Regions from separate parts of the Mus musculus genome. Here regions 1, 2, 3 and 5 are each linked to region 4. Evidence: chromatin contacts called from public ChIA-PET, Micro-C and promoter capture Hi-C data. All regions are on one chromosome and are shown on one strand. The core of a region is the stretch at or near the end of the contact, and the rest is flanking DNA. Distances in the headings are between cores, read along the strand shown.

What was found. Promoter capture Hi-C pulls out the DNA fragments that hold promoters and counts their contacts. Hi-C and Micro-C count contacts between places; a contact is called where the count stands out from the background. ChIA-PET counts read pairs in DNA pulled down with a chosen protein or histone mark.
Region 1: a promoter capture Hi-C map of stem cell-derived epiblast-like cells shows a contact between it and region 4, with 6 times the contacts expected there. The contact joins the enhancer-like site here to the promoter of Trp53rka in region 4. A contact is called at or near these places in 10 of 39 promoter capture datasets (the 3T3-L1 cell line, the HPC-7 cell line, cranial neural crest and 6 more), 1 of 15 datasets of contacts at CTCF or cohesin (large pre-B cells), 4 of 484 Hi-C or Micro-C datasets (the G1E-ER4 cell line, the HPC-7 cell line and differentiating embryonic stem cells) and 1 of 9 other capture datasets (pancreatic islet).
Region 2: a Micro-C map of the G1E-ER4 cell line shows a contact between it and region 4, with 2.8 times the contacts expected there. The contact joins the enhancer-like site here to the promoter of Trp53rka in region 4. A contact is called at or near these places in 7 of 39 promoter capture datasets (the 3T3-L1 cell line, HPC-7-derived erythroid cells, cranial neural crest and 4 more), 1 of 15 datasets of contacts at CTCF or cohesin (pro-B cells), 1 of 484 Hi-C or Micro-C datasets (the G1E-ER4 cell line) and 6 of 115 datasets of contacts at active chromatin or transcription factors (craniofacial prominence, embryonic hindbrain, embryonic stem cells and 2 more).
Region 3: an RNA polymerase II ChIA-PET map of memory CD8 T cells shows a contact between it and region 4, with 9 read pairs. The contact joins the enhancer-like site here to the promoter of Trp53rka in region 4. A contact is called at or near these places in 3 of 39 promoter capture datasets (HPC-7-derived erythroid cells, cranial neural crest and embryonic stem cells), 1 of 484 Hi-C or Micro-C datasets (the G1E-ER4 cell line) and 2 of 115 datasets of contacts at active chromatin or transcription factors (embryonic stem cells and memory CD8 T cells).
Region 5: an RNA polymerase II ChIA-PET map of memory CD8 T cells shows a contact between it and region 4, with 8 read pairs. The contact joins the promoter of Zmynd8 here to the promoter of Trp53rka in region 4. A contact is called at or near these places in 4 of 39 promoter capture datasets (the 3T3-L1 cell line, 3T3-L1-derived adipocytes, hippocampal neurons and 1 more), 1 of 484 Hi-C or Micro-C datasets (the HPC-7 cell line) and 1 of 115 datasets of contacts at active chromatin or transcription factors (memory CD8 T cells).

The regions. Positions count from the first base shown.
Region 1 is chr2:165,904,291-165,908,003 of GRCm38.p6, forward strand. No RefSeq gene overlaps it. Among named protein-coding and RNA genes, the nearest start is that of 1810021M19Rik, 20 kb to the left of the region's middle. Within about 2 kb of position 2,326, at least 68 of the 459 cell types and tissues checked have an H3K27ac peak or open chromatin away from gene starts, as enhancers often do. A contact at or near this core is called in differentiating embryonic stem cells and pancreatic islet, where this site is marked.
Region 2 is chr2:165,767,079-165,770,785 of GRCm38.p6, forward strand. It overlaps Eya2 (EYA transcriptional coactivator and phosphatase 2), which reads left to right. Exons shown (of 16, transcript NM_001271963.1): 14 at 1-80; 15 at 2,147-2,247. Among named protein-coding and RNA genes, the nearest start is that of Gm29993, 37 kb to the left of the region's middle. Within about 2 kb of position 1,898, at least 25 of the 459 cell types and tissues checked have an H3K27ac peak or open chromatin away from gene starts, as enhancers often do. A contact at or near this core is called in the G1E-ER4 cell line, where this site is marked.
Region 3 is chr2:165,791,072-165,794,700 of GRCm38.p6, forward strand. Zmynd8 (zinc finger, MYND-type containing 8) reads right to left here. Exons shown (of 23, transcript NM_001363020.1): 19 at 3,324-3,563; 20 at 1,733-1,896; 21 at 834-900. Among named protein-coding and RNA genes, the nearest start is that of Gm29993, 61 kb to the left of the region's middle. Within about 2 kb of position 2,315, at least 95 of the 459 cell types and tissues checked have an H3K27ac peak or open chromatin away from gene starts, as enhancers often do. A contact at or near this core is called in the G1E-ER4 cell line and memory CD8 T cells, where this site is marked.
Region 4 is chr2:165,491,856-165,495,757 of GRCm38.p6, forward strand. It overlaps Trp53rka (transformation related protein 53 regulating kinase A), which reads right to left and starts at 1,459. Exons shown (of 2, transcript NM_001007581.1): 1 at 1,192-1,459. The coding sequence starts at 1,447.
Region 5 is chr2:165,883,206-165,886,813 of GRCm38.p6, forward strand. It overlaps Zmynd8 (zinc finger, MYND-type containing 8), which reads right to left and starts at 1,633. Exons shown (of 23, transcript NM_001363020.1): 1 at 1,403-1,633. The coding sequence starts at 1,416. 1810021M19Rik (a long non-coding RNA gene) reads left to right here and starts at 2,524. Exons shown (of 3, transcript XR_866948.2): 1 at 2,524-3,608.

The DNA.
Region 1 (3,713 bases), core at 1,076-3,575, 410 kb after region 4:
GTTTTCTTTTTTAAGATTTATCAAAAGAATGTACATCACCAGGTCTAGCTAAAAGATTTTTGCGAGTGTATATCTATATGAAGTGAGTGCAGATGCCTGTGGAGGCCAGAAGAGGGCGTCAGATTCCCCAGAGCTGGCATCACGAGCAGTTGTGAGCTACCTGAGTGGATGGTGGGAGTCGAACTCAGGACCTCTGCGAGAACAGTAGGTCCTTTCCTGGAGGCATCTCTTCAGCTTCCAAAGGCTTAGTGGGTTTGTATATTTGTTTCCTTTTGTGGGACAAGAGCTCATGTAGCCCAGGCTGGCCTCTGACTTGCTGTGTAGCTGAGGATGAGCTTGACCTGACCCTCCCACCTGCCTTCATTTGCAGGGATTGCAGGCATGTGCCGCAGCACAGGGCTAGCATGGAGCTCTGGAAACTGGCCTGAGCTGGTCTCCTGTTTTCCTCTCTGTGACACTCTGTGGCCTTATTCCAGTTTCCTTTCAGGGCACAGTCCCAGTACTGGGCCCTCCCCATCCCCACAGTTCCAAGGAGAGTCATACAAAGGCTGGGGGGTAGGGGTGGAGTGGGGTGAGGTCTCCCCTTCTCTCTATAGCTGAGGGGTACATATCCCAAGGACCCTAAGTGTGGGGCTGCTCTATGGCTGAAGACACCCTAGACATGGTGTTGAGGGGCACTCTTTGCCACAGTTTGAGTTGAAAGCAAAGTCCACTCCCAGGCTCTCTAGACACTGCCACAGACCCCAGGAGGTACCCACCCAACCCCTGCCCAGGTTGAATGCAGTTCCCCAGGCACCTCCAAACCTCCCTGCGTGTCTCATCCCGGTCTGGGCTCAGCTGTCCCCTCTGAGAGGCCCCCACTCCCATCATTGTCACTGCCTCCTGCTCAGCAGCAGTTGACAGCTAGCAGGCCATTGCCACTCGCCAGAACGCAGGCTTCTGAAAGGCAACAGCTTGGTCCAGCTTCTATAGCTTTCATCTCATCTAGAGACACATGACCAACTAAGGAGCTTGCAGCTCTTCCTGTCTGCATTCAGTTCCCAGAACCCACAGCAGCTCCTGGGGATCCGATGCTAGGCACCTACAGGTAAACATTACCTAATGCCACACACACAACACAATGAATGTGTCTGATCTTGTCAGCTAAGTAGGGTCAGGCCTGGTTAGCACTCGGATGGGAGATGTGCCCATCCACACTCAATCCCACACGAGTAAAAGTAAATACTACAAATAAATATACAAAAGAGGTGTTTCCATCGGGTAGGACCCATCCAGTCCCATTTTAACTTAATTACTTCTATAAAGACTCTATTTCCACACAAGGCCATTCCTGTGCAGCAGAGGGTTAGGATGTTGGTGCTAGGAATCGAACCTATGTCCTCTGAGTGACCAGCGAATGCTTTAGCTGCTGAGCCCTCTCTACAGCCCTGTATCTGTTGCTCTTGCAGAAGATCCAGATTTGATTTTCAGCAGACAGGGAAGGCTTACAACTCTCTGTAACTCCAGTTCTGGGGGATCTGAGGTCTTCCTCTGATTTCCTTAGACACCAGGATTGTGTGTCATACACATCCATACATATATGCAGGCGAAACACTCACATACATTAAACCAACAAACACAAACAAACAAACAAACAAACAAAAAGGTAAGGTCTGGGGGCTGCCTGCTTGTTAAACCACACTTACAGCTTAGCATCTTTAACTCCAGCTCAGGAGGATCTGATGACCTCGGTTAGCCTCCAAGGGCGCATGCGCACACATACACATACCTGGCACACATGCACACACATAGTACACACTCACGCATGCACATAGATAAAAGTAAATCATAAATACGGGGAAAAAAAAAAGAGGGCTGGAGAGATAGCTTAGTGGGTCATGTGCGTACTGCACTAACAACACATTAACAACATGGACTTAAGTGCAGCCCTCAGAAATCCTGTTAAAATCTGCCCTGGGGAATTAAAGGCAAGAGGTTGTCTGGGAGTTCAAGGCCAGCTTGGTCTACACAGTGAGGTAGCCAGGGCTACACAATGAGCCTTACACACACACAAACACACACACACACACAAAGTGGGGCCGGGCGGGGCAGAGCAGGGCGTCCAGACGTTTGTGTGACTGACTTCCAGCTGGCCAGCCTCTATATGCAGATGCACAGACTGCACACATGCACTCAAGAATGTTTGTTTGTAATCTGGATGAGACCAGAAATCGCTGGAGGCTCTCCGCGGAGGAGACAGGGAGGAAACGCTTAGCTGTCTTAGAGGCTGAATCTGGACTAAAAGAAGCCAGAGCAGGTCGCAGGGAGCAGTGGGGGAGGGGCGCCCAGCTGGAACATTCCAGGCCCGAGATGGACATACCTCAGGCTAGGGTGGAAAATACGAAGATGGCCAGAACTGACAAGCTCTGGATCATTTAGAAATCAGACTGACAGGGCTGGGGGAGGGAGAGAGGCAGAGGAGACAAGATGCCTTCTGAGATCCTCTGCTCTCTGGGAGTCAGCTGATGGGAACTTGCGTTGGTGCCAGCTGACACAGGAACGGTGGTGGGGTCGGGTGGCACTAGCATCTAGTGGATATAGGAGCTGTGGTTGGAGGTGACATCACCCCCAACTGGCATCATGGAGAGACTCAGTTCAGATGTCAGACCATGAAGCTCTCTGGGGCTGTGATGAAATACACAGTTAGAACCCGGCATGGTGGCACATGCCTTTAATCCCACCAGAGGCAGGCAGATCTGTGAGTTTGGGGCCAGCCTAGTCTACAAGCAAGTTCCAGGACAGCCAGGGCTACACAGAGAAACCCCGTTTAGGAGTGTGGGGAGAGATGAGACAGAGGCGGGAAAGGGATGGCTGGGAATTTCCAGAGAAGAAAAGTAAGCAGAGGACTAGCCAGATGGACACCTCAATACTCTGTGGGGGGGCGGGGGGGGGGGGAGAAAGGGTTTGGAGGAAGGAGTTATTAGCCAAATCAAGGCTCCAGAAAGATCACATGGGCTAAAGCCTGAGAACTGACCAGTTTGCCATGATGGTCACAGGCGAGTGCCCAGCTGTAACCTCAGAAGATGGCCACTTCGGGTCACCGCAGGAAGGTCCTAGGGGAAGAGTCTGTGCCTAGCTGGGGCATCTTCTGATGGGACTTTGAGCAGGTTCCTGTCCGCCCGCCCTCCCACACTATTCAGAGCGGATGAGCTCAGGGGAGATGAACTGTGAAGTGCTTTTTAAGGACCCTGGTGACAGTTGTTCCCTGAGCATTTATGTAAAAACCGCCTCCAGTGACATATGGGTCTCAAGGCCTTGAAGCTTCTGCTAGAACTTGCCTCTGAACAGAGGGAGGGCTTCTAATTTCTGGAGCCCTGCTGGGGGGGGGGGGGGGGCGGGGAGGAGGGCTGAGGGTGGGAGGGAGAGGGAGTGCTCTAGGAATTGACCACTTCCCGACAAAGACAGGCAGATGTCCTAATAGCCAGAAACCATCTAGGCAAATACTGGAGTCAAAGAGAGGGAGACTGGGAGAGATGGTTCAGCCCCAGCGGAGGGGCTGATGTTGGCACAAGCCTCGAACCCCAGCCTTTGGGTAACTGAGATGTGAGAAGCAAAATCGGCTCCATGGAGAGTCAGAGTGTAGCCTGGGCTACAGGAGACAAATGAGTCAATGTGTCTTTCCTCCCTTCCTTCCTTCCTTCCTTTTCTTTTTTCTTTTCTTTTCTTTCCTTTTC
Region 2 (3,707 bases), core at 648-3,147, 280 kb after region 4:
CCCTGCATTGGCCAAGGTCCTGCTGTACGGTCTGGGCTCCGTGTTCCCCATCGAGAACATCTACAGTGCGACCAAGACAGGTAGGCTGGGCAGGGGTTGGGCAGGTAAGGGACTCTCGCCCAGACCACAAACGACCCTCACAGCCCTCCAAAGAATGTGATTAGACTTGAAGTACAGGAAGCACCAGTCCTGACTACTCTCAGCGCCTTGCTGAGTTCCTTGAGAATACCAAGGAGTGATGGCTTTCTTTCTCTCATGGGAAGGCTCACTTTTTATTCTTGCAAGCCAAATGTGCCAGAATAAAAACAAACCTAGGTCTGGGGAGACGGCTTGGTGGGTAGAGCACTAAATGTACACCATGAGACCTGAGCTGAGGCCCAATACCCACCTCACAAAGCTGGGCATGGCTGGGTATGGTAGTGTGTGAATAATCCCAGCACTCAGGAGCAGAAGCAAGTGGACCTCTATGAGTTCAAGGCCAGCCTGGTCTACATAGCAAGTTCCAGGACAGCTATAGTGGTGTAGGGCAGTTATATAGTGAGAGCCTGTCTCAAAAAAGAAAGAAAAAAAAAAAAGCGAGGCATGACTGTACATGTTTGTAACCCCCACACTGAGCAGGCACACACAGCCAGCCTAGATGAACTGCAGAACTTGGGTTCAATGAGAGACCCTGTCTCAAACAACAGAGAGACATTTAGGAAGGCCTCTGACATTGACCTCTGACCTCTGCAGCACCTGCGTGGGTATGTGCACCTGTGCACACTCACACGAGCAGACATGTGTACACCCCACACACACTCACAAATTCTAGTTAGTTGAGATGGCTTTAGCCTTAGTTATTTTTAAATCTCATTCTTTTATTTTGTGCGTGTGAGTGTGATGTATGTGACATATGTTCACGTATGTGTGCATGGACATGCACATGCCTGCACAGGCAGAGGCCTGGGGATATAGAGGACCACCTTTTTCACTCTCCCTCTTCCTCCATTTTGAATCAGAATGTCTCCCCAAACTTGGGCCTTGAACTTATTTGTTTCTTGTTTATTTAGGCTGCGCTGGCAACCAGCAAGCCCTAGCTATCCTGCCTGCCTGCATTGGATTCCTGTGTGTATGCATGCATGTGTGTGTGTGTGTGTGTGTGTGTGCACACGTGTGTGTGCACATGTGTGTGTGTGCATGTGTGTGTCTGTGTGTGTCTGTGTGTGTGTGTGCGTGTATGTGTACAGGGACCCTTCCAGTTTGTTACATAGATACTGGGATCTGAACTCAGGTCCTCATACTTACCCAACAAGCATTTTTTTTTTTTTATTTCGAGACAGGGTTTTTCTGTGTAGCCCTGGCTGTCCTGGAACTCACTCTGTAGACCACGCTGGCCTCAAACTCAGAAATCTGCCTGCCTCTGCCTCCCGAGTGCTGGGATTAAAGGCGTACGCCACCACGTTCGGCCCAACAAGCATTCTTACCAGCTAAGTCATTTTTCCTTCCTAAATTTCTTACTGGGGCAAAATAAGAATATAATTATTTTCTGTGGTTCTGGGAATTGAACCTAGGGCTTCGATCACTCTAGACAAACGTTCTGTCCCTGGGCTACACCCCAGTCCTGTTTTTACTTCTTATTTTGAGATCAGGTCTCACTAAGTTGGCTCTGCTGGCCTTGAGCCCCCTTTTACCCCAGGCAGGCTTTAAACTTGGGTTTCAAATCCTGCCTCAGCCCCTCAGGTAGCTGGGATGGCAGGCCTGCACCACCACACTTGGCCATGGTTAAAAAAAAAAAATGTCTGCCATTGTGCATTTGGGGTCTGGGTTTGCAGTACTGTGGAGCAAATCTGTGGAGCAAGACCGAGTCCTCTGTTAGAGTGAGATACCAAGGCCCAAATAGCAGCACCGGAGATAGACAGGGGCCTGCTTTCTGCCCTGCTCAGCCTCTTTCTGGGGACAAGCTGCTCAAATTATCTGGGTGGTTGGAGTTGGCCACTTCCTGTAGAACTAATGACAGTGCTGAGCTCGCTGGGGGGGGGGGGGGGGAATGAAAGGGTGGCAGTGGTTGCCCTGGATCTCCTTCCCTGGACAGCTGCCACCCACACTGTCCCACCACTTGCGGGCTCTCCCAGCCATAGTCTCCTTCCTTCCTCCCATCTCCACGCAGGCAAGGAGAGCTGCTTCGAAAGAATCATGCAGAGGTTTGGCCGCAAAGCTGTCTACATTGTGATAGGCGACGGGGTAGAGGAAGAGCAAGGAGCCAAAAAGGTAACGGGACCTCTCTGTGCAGCGTGCCTACTGCTCTTCCCCTACCCGCGCCCCCCCACCCCCCAAACCCCCCCGTGCGTTCCCCCCCCCTGCCTCCCACCCCCCAGCCTTGTGCCTTGTCTCAGGCTCTGCTCTCCAAGGCTGCTCCCATTTGCAGATCCCTGAGCATCCTGAGTAATTTCCTCTCACAAATCCTCCTTGTGGCCCTGGCCACTGCCCCTGGCAGCCTGGCCGGGTTCCAGACCCCTGGGACACTGTGGACCAGCAGAACCAGTGCACATGCATGTGCAGGGCATTTTATGTCATGCTCGAAGGCGGAGGCGGCAGGTTCCAAGAACTCTTCCCTGCTAATAAAGGCAGCATTAGGCTAATGAAAAGACAATCCCACAGCTGAGGTCTCGGCCTCCAGCAGAGCTCAGGGACCTCTTGGAAAAGAACCAGCTGCCCGGACCCTGGATCTGGCCCTGTCAACAGCACCCCAGAGAGCGCCCACCCCCACCCCAAGGCCAGGCCAGCTCCTAGTTAATGTTATGAAGCTTAATTCAGGAATGTGCGTTTTTCCCTTTGCTGCCATTTAACAAGTCCCAAAAAGATGCAAATGTGTTTAGGGTCTCAGAGGGAAAGCTCAGAGAAGGCCAGGCACCCAGGAGGCTGCCCACAGTTAGTCCTCTCCCTAACAAAATGACTTCAGGCCTGGCCCACCCACCCACCTCACCTAGGTGCTCTGGTCTGTGGCTGGCAGCTGCCACAGTCTCCCTCCACTTCCCTCCTTTCATGGCATTAGGTGCTCCAGCCAGCATGAGGGTTATGCTAGCTGAGCATCTACTTTCTGCCATTCACCATTCTAGACAAAAGAGCCTGTCCTCACCACTCAGCCGGGCACAGCCAGGGGACCACAACATGCCTGACCTGACAGGGAGTGGCAAGAGCTCTCTCTCTCTCTCTGTGTAGCAGAGAGTGGAAAACAGGGGTTAGCGAGGCAAGCCAGGAGTGGGGCGAATGTGTTCTGACAGGAAATGAGCTGAGAGTATCTATAGAGGCGCTGCCACAGCAGGTCAGGACTGAGTGGCCACAGGGAAGACCAAAGAGCTGCCCAGATATCAGAAGGGCTGCAGGAGTTATTCTTTTCGAAGTGTATATTTCTAACTTTTAATGTGCCACACAGGGGGGCTGGAGAGATGGCTCAGTGGTGAAGAGCATTGACTGCTCTTCCAGAGGTCAAGAGTTCGATTCCCAGCTCACATGGTGGCTCACAACCATCTGTAATGAGATCTGATGGCCTCTTCTGGGGTGTCTGAAGACAGCTACAGTGTACTTATATGCTGTACATAAAATAAATAATTTTCTCCCTCCCCCCTTTAAAAAAAAAGGGGGGGGATATCAGGGGTAGAGAAAGATGGAGCCCAGTCTAGATGAGCTCTGGGTTCAATGAGAGACTCTGTCTCAGAGAGAGAGAGAGA
Region 3 (3,629 bases), core at 1,065-3,564, 300 kb after region 4:
GTTACTCCAGTACTCAGGAGTCAGAGGAAGGAGGAGGAGGAGATCAAAGACCACAATTCAATCAAGAAAAGCCAAGATGCTAACAATGTCATGGAAAGACAGAGCACCCGGAGCCTAGCAACACACTGGAACTGCCAAGGACGTGGGGGAGGGGCTGAACGGCTGAGCACAGAGGGGGAGGGGCTGCTCTCTTCACCTGCAGTCTCCAATCATTACAATCTGAGTCTGTGAGGTTATCTCCTCCCTACCACTAGCCCCCTCCACTCCTGCGGACCATTCCTGTCTTCCTTCAGACAGTGGCAGTCCTCTGTGCACCCACTGTACACAAGAAAAGCCGTAGCTTTCAGTTTTCAGCCACAGTAAATCAAGGAGCAAAAAAGATCCTGGAGCTAAGAGAGAACGTCAAATTGGCCAAGGAAGCCATGGCTCTGAATTCTGGGAAAAAGTTCAGAAGAATGTAGGAAAAGACACCCAAGGCTCCCAGGACGGGAGAGGGAGGCTCAAATTCCACAGCACCTAGTACTGGACCCCAGAGAAGGCTCAACATAGAAGTTCTATTCATCACTAAAGGCTTTGAGGGTCTTCATCAATCAAATATGCCCTGAGGACCTCGGAGACCTGAGCGGATCACCCTGTGTCCCCGTGAAGGGTGCACTCATTAAACATGACACACGTGGGTGACCAATACAAGGAGGCACCTGTGTAACACCTCGCCTAGCCACACCTCCACCCAAATCCATCCAAGGTACGCCAAAAAATCCCAAACCTTTGACTTCCCCCAACATGACCAAGTGAAATACAAAACCCCATGTGGCCACCAGGGGGCGACATACCAGAGCTTTGATTGGAGCCTAAGAGCATAGAGGAGGGCGTCTCTCTGGAGCCGGAAAGATCCAGGGTCTAGAAATATAAACAAAAAGATGAAACCATAGAACCCCAGGGAATCACAGGATGGCTCACCACTCCTCCCACCCTTAGAGGTCTCTACCTGGTGATCAGACCAGAGCCAGGGCAGGTGGACGGCCACACACTGTATACCAGATCCGAAAGGCCAGAACAAAGCATTGGAATGGTCCCCCACTCATCCCTGTCGCCTTGGCTTCCCCTACATCCACTACATCCCCAGACCTACCCAGTACCCTGCTTTGCAAAGAAGGTATATACTGCTCAAAAATCTCTTTTTACTTCATGTTAAGTCTCTTCCGAGGCAATAGTATTTTACCGACCATCTAATGATTTGGGCTCTTGAGATACACAGCTACAAGTGCAGGCAAAGAGCAGTAACCATGACCCTTAAAATGGCCCAGGCATTCAACTGTTATCACATACCCCACAGGAAGCAAGCAGCTGCTCGAGCCCTATGGTCCATCGAAACAGCACTGGCCACACGTGGCCACTTCAATCCCAAGTTACTTTAAAATAAGCAGGTCCTTGGTCACATCAGCCACACTTCTAGTCAGTGACGTGTGGCTGGTGGCTTCCAGGGCCCCAGAAGAGACATTGTTTTACCTCCGCAGGGGGGCGCCCTTCTGAACTTTGAGGAACCCCACAGAACAACTGAAGGTCCCACATACACACCAGCCCGGCTCTCCGTGTTCTCGCATGGGGGGCACACTGGCCATAAAGAACCATTCCCCACCCAGATAAACCGGAACAGTGAAGGGCATCCAGTGGTGGCAGATACAGGAAAGGGTCCTTGGTACAAGGCGACTGTCAGCTTGGGGATTCTCACCGAGTTACTACTGTCCTTGCTCTTCTCCGCTGGCGCCTCTTTCTCTTTGGGGGCGCTGGCCGGTTCTGAAGGTGCTGACTGTGTGTTGGAGGAGTTGCCCTGCGATGACTTATTTCCTGTTTCTGTGCTTGCCTCGGCATCTGCTTCCTGCTGAGGGGCAGTCGCTGGGGACCAAAGAGAACGAGAAAGTCATGAGATGCTTCAAGCCGTGTGTGAACATCCAGGAGCCCAGCTTTCAAATGGCTACCCCTCGAGGCCCCCACAGCTCAGTCCCAATTCAACCTCGCCAGGCTCCATCTCTCCCAAACCCACTTAGAGATCTCGCATGGGCCTTCGACTCTGAAACCCAGAGCTCCAAACTTTATTTGCAAATAGACCTTTTCATACTTAGCAATTCAATTTTTACATCATTTTGCTGAGAACATGTTCTCCAATCAAAGGAAACTTGTGGGGAGCCAGGATGTGACCACCGTTCAAGGAAGCCTGCAACCTCCTCCACTAGGCCTAGATCCACCTCAGCCCAGCTGAGGCAGAGTGAGAGACTAGCATCCTTTGAGAGGGGCACAGAGCTTCTGGGTGAAGAAGAGTTAGAGACAGAGACGTCACCATACCACAAAGAAAGTCCAGCTTGTAATGTCAGAGACTAACCACAGCAGGTGTTTCCTGCTAGCATCTAAAAGGAGACAACCCCTGGATGTTCCTTGCTGTCTGGGGTTATCTGGGTGGGGAGTGGTTCCTTATGGTCTTGATAACCAACCAGTTAGTCTCCGGCAAACACACACCACCTGGGTGGTGTGGGGAATGTCTTTATGGTCAGTGTGCCCCACATTCGAGAATGTGGAGAGCCCGGGTGGTGTGTGTTTGCCGGAGACTAACTGGTTGGTTATCAAGACTGACTGGACAATCGTTGTTTGGTGATGTTCATTTGGGAGAGGCCTCCGTGTAGGTACTTCTGCAATATGGTTAGTCTCTGACATTACACATTCTCGAATGTGGGGCACACTGACCATAAAGAACCACTCCCCACCCAGATAACCCCAGACAGCAAGGAACATCCAGGGGTGGTCTCTTCCTTAACCTAAGGACTGGGATAGCATCCTGTTTGAGGCAGTGGACCATTATCATCTCAAAGAGGTTCTAGGGGCTGAGAGATGGCTCAGAGGTTAAGAGCGCTACACTGGCTGCTCTTTCAGAGGTCCTGAGTTCAATTCCCAGCTCACAACCATCTGTAATGAGATCTGGTGGCCTCTTCTGGCCTCCATGCAGACAAAACAGTGTAGACATGAGAGAGAGAGAGAGAGAGAGAGAGAGAGAGAGAGAGAGAGAGAGAGAGAGAGAGAGAGAGAGAGAGAACACGAACCACAGAACCACTCTCAGCACTAGATCAACCACTCAAAAGCTCCACTAATCTGGCTGCTGAAGGCTGTAGACACTGCCAGGTTTTGAGATTTAACTTCACATCTGCGTCTCTTGTATATCAGAGCAACAGTTGTTTATGAACAGAAGTGGCAAGAGCCTGGGCAAGTGTTTTTTAGCACCCTGGCTGGGAAGCCCCACCACGCAGCCCCTGAGGTGTGCGACCAGACATTACCCGACTGGGTACAGGACTTCATGTGCTCGGGCCAGTGGGCCTGCTGACAGGGGTAGTCACAGTAGCTGGTGTTCCAGCAGCAGTAGAAAATGGCCTCCTTCTTGCAGTTGGCACACCACTGCTTCTTCTTGGTCTCGTCCACCGCCTGCTGCTTCTCCAGCTCCAGTTGCTTTTTCACCTCGGCAATGAGCCGATCCCGCTCCTGTTCCAGGCTCTGCCGCATCTCGGCCATGGTCAACTCTGGTGGAGAAGGAGGACACTAGCTGCATCACAGACCCAGCACAGGACGCCGGGCATCAGACCCCT
Region 4 (3,902 bases), core at 209-2,708:
TACGGCCTGAGACCAGGCCAGGGTAAGTCTGGAAGTATCAAGGCTTGCTCCTCCTTTCTCAAGCCACCTGAGGACTGGAATTCATTGCTGCTCCCTAAAAACAAACAAAACAAGAAGCCAGAAGGAAAGCATCCTGCAGTCTGGGCAGTTTCTACCTGACAGTCACCAGGCAAGTGGCTAAGCAGGGTGTCACCTTACAGGCTCATCTGTGCTCTGGAACAGGCAGGTTCAGATCCCTTATTAGGCGTGAAACCTCAAGGTTCCCTTAGCTACTCTATGCCTCAGTCTCCACAACTGTAAAGTGGTAACAAAACCTCCAGTTAACACCAGGAGTCTCTCCTGAATGTCAACCAAGTTCAGAACAGTTTCCTAGAAACTGGGGTACCAAGGTAGCCCCCACCCATGTCTGATAAAACTTACAAAAGGTAAAGGAGAATATATGAACACTTCTTTATAACTCCATTGCCCCTCTAGGGCAGAAAAGCACAGGCCTGTTCACTTCTGCATTTCCCCTGGCTCCTGGCACCTATCAATGTCCTGGCAGTGGGCACCTAAAAACCATTAAAGAGAAAAATAGCAAAGGCTCGGTGGTTCTGGGCCACAGACAGGCTGCCTGGTAGCTGTGGAACCTCAGGCACTTCCCCTCTTTGAGTCTCATTTTCTCTGGAGTAATGTTGTTGTTGTTGTTGTTGTTTTGTGGGGGTGTGGATGTTTTTTAAAGAAAAGAATAACAATTTAATGAAATCAAACATTTACTGAACTATGTCAGCATAAGAACATGTGATGCATATGCCTTCTTTAATGACCACAATATCCCTGAGATTCCGGTGACATACAAGGTAACTGGGCTAGACGACTCGCTGAATGGCTACGAGGGAGACAATGCAGGGAGAATGTGAATCCACAGAGCCCGGCTCCTGCCACCCGCCTGTCAGGACACCTACTGCTTAAGACCACCAAATGGAGAGGGAAGGACGGTAAGCAGAAACAGAGAAATGAGAAACGGAGGGACCCGAGCGCTAAACAAGCCCCGCGAACCAAACAGAATGGCGTCCTGACTGTCGCCTTGAGTCCTTAAGCATTGCCATCTGATCCTGTCCCCTAGAAATCGGAGCCCCGTCTCTCACGTCCCACTGGTCTCCCGCAGCCCTGTCTGTCCCGTCTCCCGGAGCCCCGTCCGGCCCCCCTCACCCGCACGGCGGCAGCGGAGCAGCGCGCGCGCCTCCTGCACTGTCCGCCGCCGGCCGAGCCGCGCCTCCAGCTCCGGGTGCCGGTAGCTCTTCGGGAAGCGGTGCTTCACCACGGCCGCGCGGCCCTGGAAGCGGCCACGGAAGACGCGCGCCTCGGCGCCCTGCTGCACCAGCTCTAGGCCGCTCAGGAAGAGGCGGCTCCGCTCGCGCGCAGCGGCCAGCGCCTCGGCCTCCGCCTCCGAGGACGTGCCAGCCATGCCTCCGACTCCTTCCGACCCTGACCGCGCCGCTTCCGCTCGCTTCGGAAATCCTCCGGCCTCTTCCGCCATTAACACCGCCCCACACAACACACTTCACCCTGCTAGTTTGGTTCCGCCTCGCGACCTTTCCGCGCTCAGCGGAGCCTCTAGGACCTGTAGACTTGGCCCTTCCCTGTCTGTCTTCGTGAGCGCTCAGCAACTTTAGGCCAACAGCTTCTCACTCTTCATCACGGTGATGCTCCGGCTTTGGGACCTTTTTTTTTTTTTTTTTTTTTTTGAGACAGAGTCTCACGGTGTAGCTCAGATTAGCTTTGAACTCGTGTCCCACTTCAGTCTATGGAAACATGCTCTAAGCCGGGAAGGAGGCAGGGACTAGGCGAAGCTTTCTATCCGGAGACGCCACCTGATGCCTGGCACCAGCCTGTCAGCAGCCAGCACCATCCCTCTCAGATCCGGTATCTTCAACTACAGAATGAGGCTGCCTGGTTCTGCTAGGGTGAGGGCTTATCAGAATTAAGAGGCTGATTACGCGGTGCCGGTGGACAGGGCTCTCTTCACATGGCCTTTGACCCCCTTGTCCCTGCCCCACGCTCCTTGGGGCTCTGTTGAAAATACAGAAGAGAAGCCCTTGAGTCCCGGGTTGCTATGGCACCAGCATCTTGGCTCTGTGGTCCCTGGGTTTCGTTCATATTCATGGCAGGTCCCTTTTCATAATCAGACCCTTTGTGTGGGCAAAATGTGTTTTCCAGCAAAGCGCACCCAGAACCCGGTTCGTTTATATCCCCCAGTGCTCAAGTCTGTAGCTTCATTATCATAATTGTTTGTGTCCACCCAGCCGTCTCTATGGTAACCAAACCCATCTGAACCCTTGCCTTAGAAATCTAACTGTGCAAAGGTGCTGACCAAAGCCAGGCTTGCTAAGTCAGGCTGAGTTTAGCTCTTTAAAGCGGCTTCAAACCTTTCAGTGTCTCCCTACTGTGCTAAGAAGAAAGACCTAAACCTTAACTGGGCCCATGGACTCCTGCATCCCTTATAAACCCTCCCCTCTCCAGAATCCCCACCCATCCTCCATGATGCTCCCTCGGCACAGAGCCTTTGCACCTGCTATTTCCTCTGCAGGGAAATGTTTGTCCAGCTCCATATCACCTAGAGCTGCAGGTTATTCTCCACTGCAGGGTCACTTCCCCAGACAAGCCCTTCCTAGCCTCTATGAGGAGAGTGAGTTCAACTGTTATCAGCCCTGGTTTTCTACTTTCCAGACCTGTTTCAGATTCCCTTTGGTTTTGGCCGTTCAACTGCTTGATTGATGACCCACCCACCCCCCAACACACTTTACCCTGCTAGAGTGGTTCCCATCACACAGAGCCCCCCACCCTCCTGCTGTGTAGCTACTCACAAGGCAGGGATTGTATTGCTTCCATCTCTCCCTCAGCACCAAAGAGGTGGGTACTGGCCTAGAGTGTCTTAGGGATGGTGCATATGTGTGATCCCAACACTCAGAGGCTGTGCAGTGCTCAGATGCTCAGACAGGAGACTGCAAGCCTGATACTAAGTGAGACTGGGGGGTTGAGGGTAGGGACGTTTAGATTCAAATTTTGACCTTTTAAAAATATTTCATGAGTGTGTGTGTGTGTGAGACTTTTTTTAAACAACCAAATGGGGAAGTGGAATTGACAGTTTCTTGTCTACCTGAGTGCTGAAAAGGTCGTTAGAGATGTGGGTGGAAACCTTAAAGCACTGAATGAGTAAATGAGTTGACTGGAGAGATGAGAGACAGGCTGGTCCACAACTGGCCCCTGTAACTTGGCGGGAGAGCAGGAAGCTGGTGACTAAGGGTGGGTGGCAGGGACCCTCTTTATTTTGCTATTTCCAGGGGCAGGTAGTATAAAGTGCAAGTTTGACTGTAAAGTCATATATTCCAGGCTCCATCCCAAGAAATATCAGAAGGGAATTTGGTAGGGATTCCCGGCTACCGGTGAGAAGTGGGCTGGCCAGCTATGTTCCTCGAGAAACAGCAAGTGTTCTGCTGAGAACAAGAGCCAATGCAGAGAGCCAGTGTCTTCTATAATGGGGAGGGGTCCTAAGAATATGGAAATTTTATCCAGGAAGAGGGATGTCGATGGGCTAAAAGCCTGTAACAGAGTGACTGCCTCCAAGACAAGGGCTGTCACTAGCAATTGAGAGAGCTCACCTCACAGATAACGCTGTACATGTGGAGTTCCCAACTTGTGTGTTTCAGCCTTTCTAGAATTCTAACACTGCTGTGGTGGTTTGAATGAAATGACCTCCACAGGCTCATAGGGACTGGCGCTATTAGGAGGTGTGGCCTTGCTGGAATAGGTGTGGCCTTGTGGGAGGAAGTGTGTCACTGGGGGTGGATTTTGAGGTTTCATATGCTTAAGCCAGGCCCAGTGTCACTGTTCCTCCTGTTGCCTGCCAATGTGGAGATAGA
Region 5 (3,608 bases), core at 383-2,882, 390 kb after region 4:
AGCCATCACCTAAACTCAAAGACACTCTCTGGAAGCCACCCTCTCCCCACCCCCATTACCACAGACCCCAGAGGTTCACCAAACTCTTGATCCACGTTCGCAGAGGAGGCAGGTTTACTTACCCAACACACGTTCAAGCAACCGTCTCACTTTTCCCCAGTTAGGAGGAGAGGACAGGCTGGCAGATTTGGGACTTGATCAAAAAGGAAATTTTTTTTTTTTTTTGGTAAACAGTTACATGGTATTATTAAAAACACACACCACCACCACCACCACCACCACTACAACAACCACAACAACACAACCCAGCAACTGGATATGGGATGCTGTCATGAGCCTCAGGTATGTATGAGCCATGTCCCCTGCACTGTATCACAGAAGACAGAAGATGATAGAATGTTTGAAAAGGGGGGAGGGAGACAAGGATAAAAGAGACATTAGCCCATGGAAAAATCATGCAAGAAGTATAAAACTAAAGGAGTCAGAGTCTTCACAGATCTCTTTTTTTCCCCCCTTCAGGATGTTATTCAAAATCTCTCCCCATCCCCACTCCCACCCCACCCACCCCCAACCCCCCAGGCACCAAGCCTACTCCAAAAACTCCCTCAGAGGCTAGGAAACACTTTCAGAACCATTTGCTGGCTGTAGGCTGACTTGAAGAACATTCTGTACCAAGCTAAGTCGGGGGGAGGAAAAAAAAACCCTGAACAATGTTGCTGCGAGTGCGAAGCTCTGGAGAGGAAGAGATGACAGTCCACACGCCACCACCCACCTAGGCCCAGGAACCAGCCTGGGTCCCTGAGTACTGTTCTTGTTCAGGCCTGACTTCTGGTGCAAACACGCATCCTCTCTTGTCAGAACTTAGCCCAGCCTTTCCCAGAACCGCTCTGGAGAAGCAAGCTGGCTTGCTCTGCTCTCTGCCACAGGCAGTCCTGAACTGTGCTGGGAGAAGACCTTCTGGCTTCTGGCTTACCTTCCATTTTCTTCCCCCAGCAGGCATGTGACACACAGCGGCCGACAGTGCAGGGGGAGGACTGTTCAGAGAGAGAGGGAGAGGGGGGAGAGGAAGGGAGGGAAAAATAAAATAAAAGAAGGGGGGATAATAGCTTCTCTTTTGGCATACCAGGATCTAGCTTCAAACTAGTCCAGAAATTCTTTGTCCTGGTCAAAATAAAGGTATTCCAAGCCCTCACCAGTCTGTAAAATCAAGCTATGGCTAATGGCTACTTAGCCATGTGACCCAAAAAGGAAAAAAAAAATCTCTCTAAACAGTCCCAAGTTACCCTAAGTGCTCTGGGGGGGGAAGTGTGGCAGAGCCAGGCTACAGAGAAATCACACTGCTAGTCCACGACTCGATGACTCGGAGGGAGGGGGGAAAAGATGGTTAAAAAGCCGAGCTTACCTCTGTGGATGCATTGTTAACTGTGTAATGTCAATACTTATAAAACATGGAGGACAGGCTCCTAGTTCTCACAGAAAAAGGGTTTGGCACTTCGGCTGATGATCTGGCCGCCTAATAAAAGCTCATCCCCGATTGGCTGCCCCGGCCAATCGGAGTGTAAAGCCGCCGCCGATTGGCTGAAACACTTCCTGAGCGATTATCTTTGTGAGGCTCGGGTGAGCAAGAGCCATCCTGTGCATAGAAAAAGACAGGCTAAGCTAGGCCTTCTGCAGGAGGGAAAACTTGGGACAGGGGCCTCCACAAGCACTTCTCCCACCCCCTGGCTCGATCCCCCAGGCCAGGCAAACCCGTGCAGCCAGCCTGACCTGCTCCAGCAAAGCCTGAAGCCAGCGCGCCACTGGGAAGGGCCCTTTTGGGGTGGGCTGGCTGACCCATCCACGCCTGCCCCCACACACAAGTCCTTCTCTAAGAAGGCGAGCAGGCCGTTTTATAGAACAAGCCAGCTTGAGTGGGTCTCAAAGGACAAAGTCGAGCTTAGGGGTGGAGAGAGCCCCAGGGAGGCAGAAGCAATAGGGACAAGGCCAGACGCAGGCCTCTGAGGGGGGCGGGGGGGGGGGGCGCGCGCGGGGAGTGAGACAGGCAGCCCGAGGGAGCCCCAACAAATCAGCAAGGGGCACCCAGGTTCCAGGGAGCTGAGAGGTGCAGCTTGCTGTGAGGTGGAGCGATCAAGTTTGCCTAGTCATGGTCAAAGTGGCTCTTGGAAAAAAGGCAGGCCCACAGAGCCATTTGCAAAACTGGGAGACCTCTAACCTCTCACCGCCACCCCTCAGCCGATCCTCAAAGACAAACCAAAAAGGGCTCTGTCAGGATGGCAAGGGAGATACCCTCTCCAGGCTTACCCTAAGAAAAGCCAAATGCGTTGCTAGCAGGCCACATGCCTCCATTTAAGTCTTCCCTCCCTCTGCTCCCTCCCCCCACCGATGAGGCCTGCTAAACCTGTCAGTTAAACAAAAATCTGACTTCCGTCTTAGTCTGTGATGCCTTCAGCTTCCTGCCTGTTAACCCTCTCTGGGACTCTGGGCCTCGCTGGGAAAAACTAGGCCCTGAGATTGTAGAAAAGGGCCTGTGGAAAAATACCAGCTGCAGCTCTCCGGGCAGATGCAGAGAGAGAGAGAGAGGGAGCTAGCTAGCTGCTGTCTCGCTTCTGCTTCCCAAGGAGGCGTGGACCTTGTGAATCCAGGGCATACAGGCAGTGCCTCTCAGTCAGAGAAGCCATTTAAATCCAGAGGGACAGAGAAAGATGTCAAACCGGGCCAGGAAACAAGCCCGTCCATTATAGTCAGGCCTACACACCCACAGGTTGGCCCTTTCTGCCACAATCGCCCCTGTATGTGTGTTCTGGGGGGAAACTGGGCCCTGTTTGGTGGGCAGACAAATCCCCTGGGCTTCGTAAGGCTTCTTGCTTCAATTTATTTCCACAGAGAACTGCTTCTTTTCGTCCCCTAAGGCAGATGGAAGGGCAATTTCACACACACAGCCTCACATTGGCAGTCCCCCTACTCCCCCCATCTCTGGCTCTGCTCCCCAGTAAAATATTAACTAGTTCCTCAGACCTGCTTAGAATTCTCCCCGATGGTGCTGGGTGGGAGACCAGTGCCTGATTCTTTCCTAAAAACTGTCATTTGTAGAAAAGGCACAGAGGAGAATCAAAAACTGTCCAAGGCTCTCTCCTATTCTTAGCTATTTTTTTAAAAACAACAACATCCTTAATTAACAAGATTCTTAAAAAAAAAAAAAAGACGCTAAATAAACACCTTTCTTCAGGGGCCGGCAGTTGATGCAGCCAGACACCAGGAGGTGGACCCAGAAAGCAATAAAGTCCCCCTCAGCTACTGAAACTAGGACTCATTCCTGCCTCCCCAGGCGTTTCCTCAAAGGAATTGAAGGGCTGAGCTGATGGCTTGCTCTCCCTGCCCCCCAAGGACAACAGATGCCCAGCAGGCCAGTGTGCACTCTCCCTGGCTGGGGAATCTGCTCTCAGGCTCCAGACCCAGCCAGGAATCTAAACACACAGTACTGCAGGACAAAACCCTGGCTTTGGAAAGGAGACAGGATTTTGTTTGAACCAGCTGAGGTCGATAGCAGCAGGGGACAACTCCAGAGCCACTAGGCCTGACAAAGGCACTCAGGACAACAGGCCTGGCTT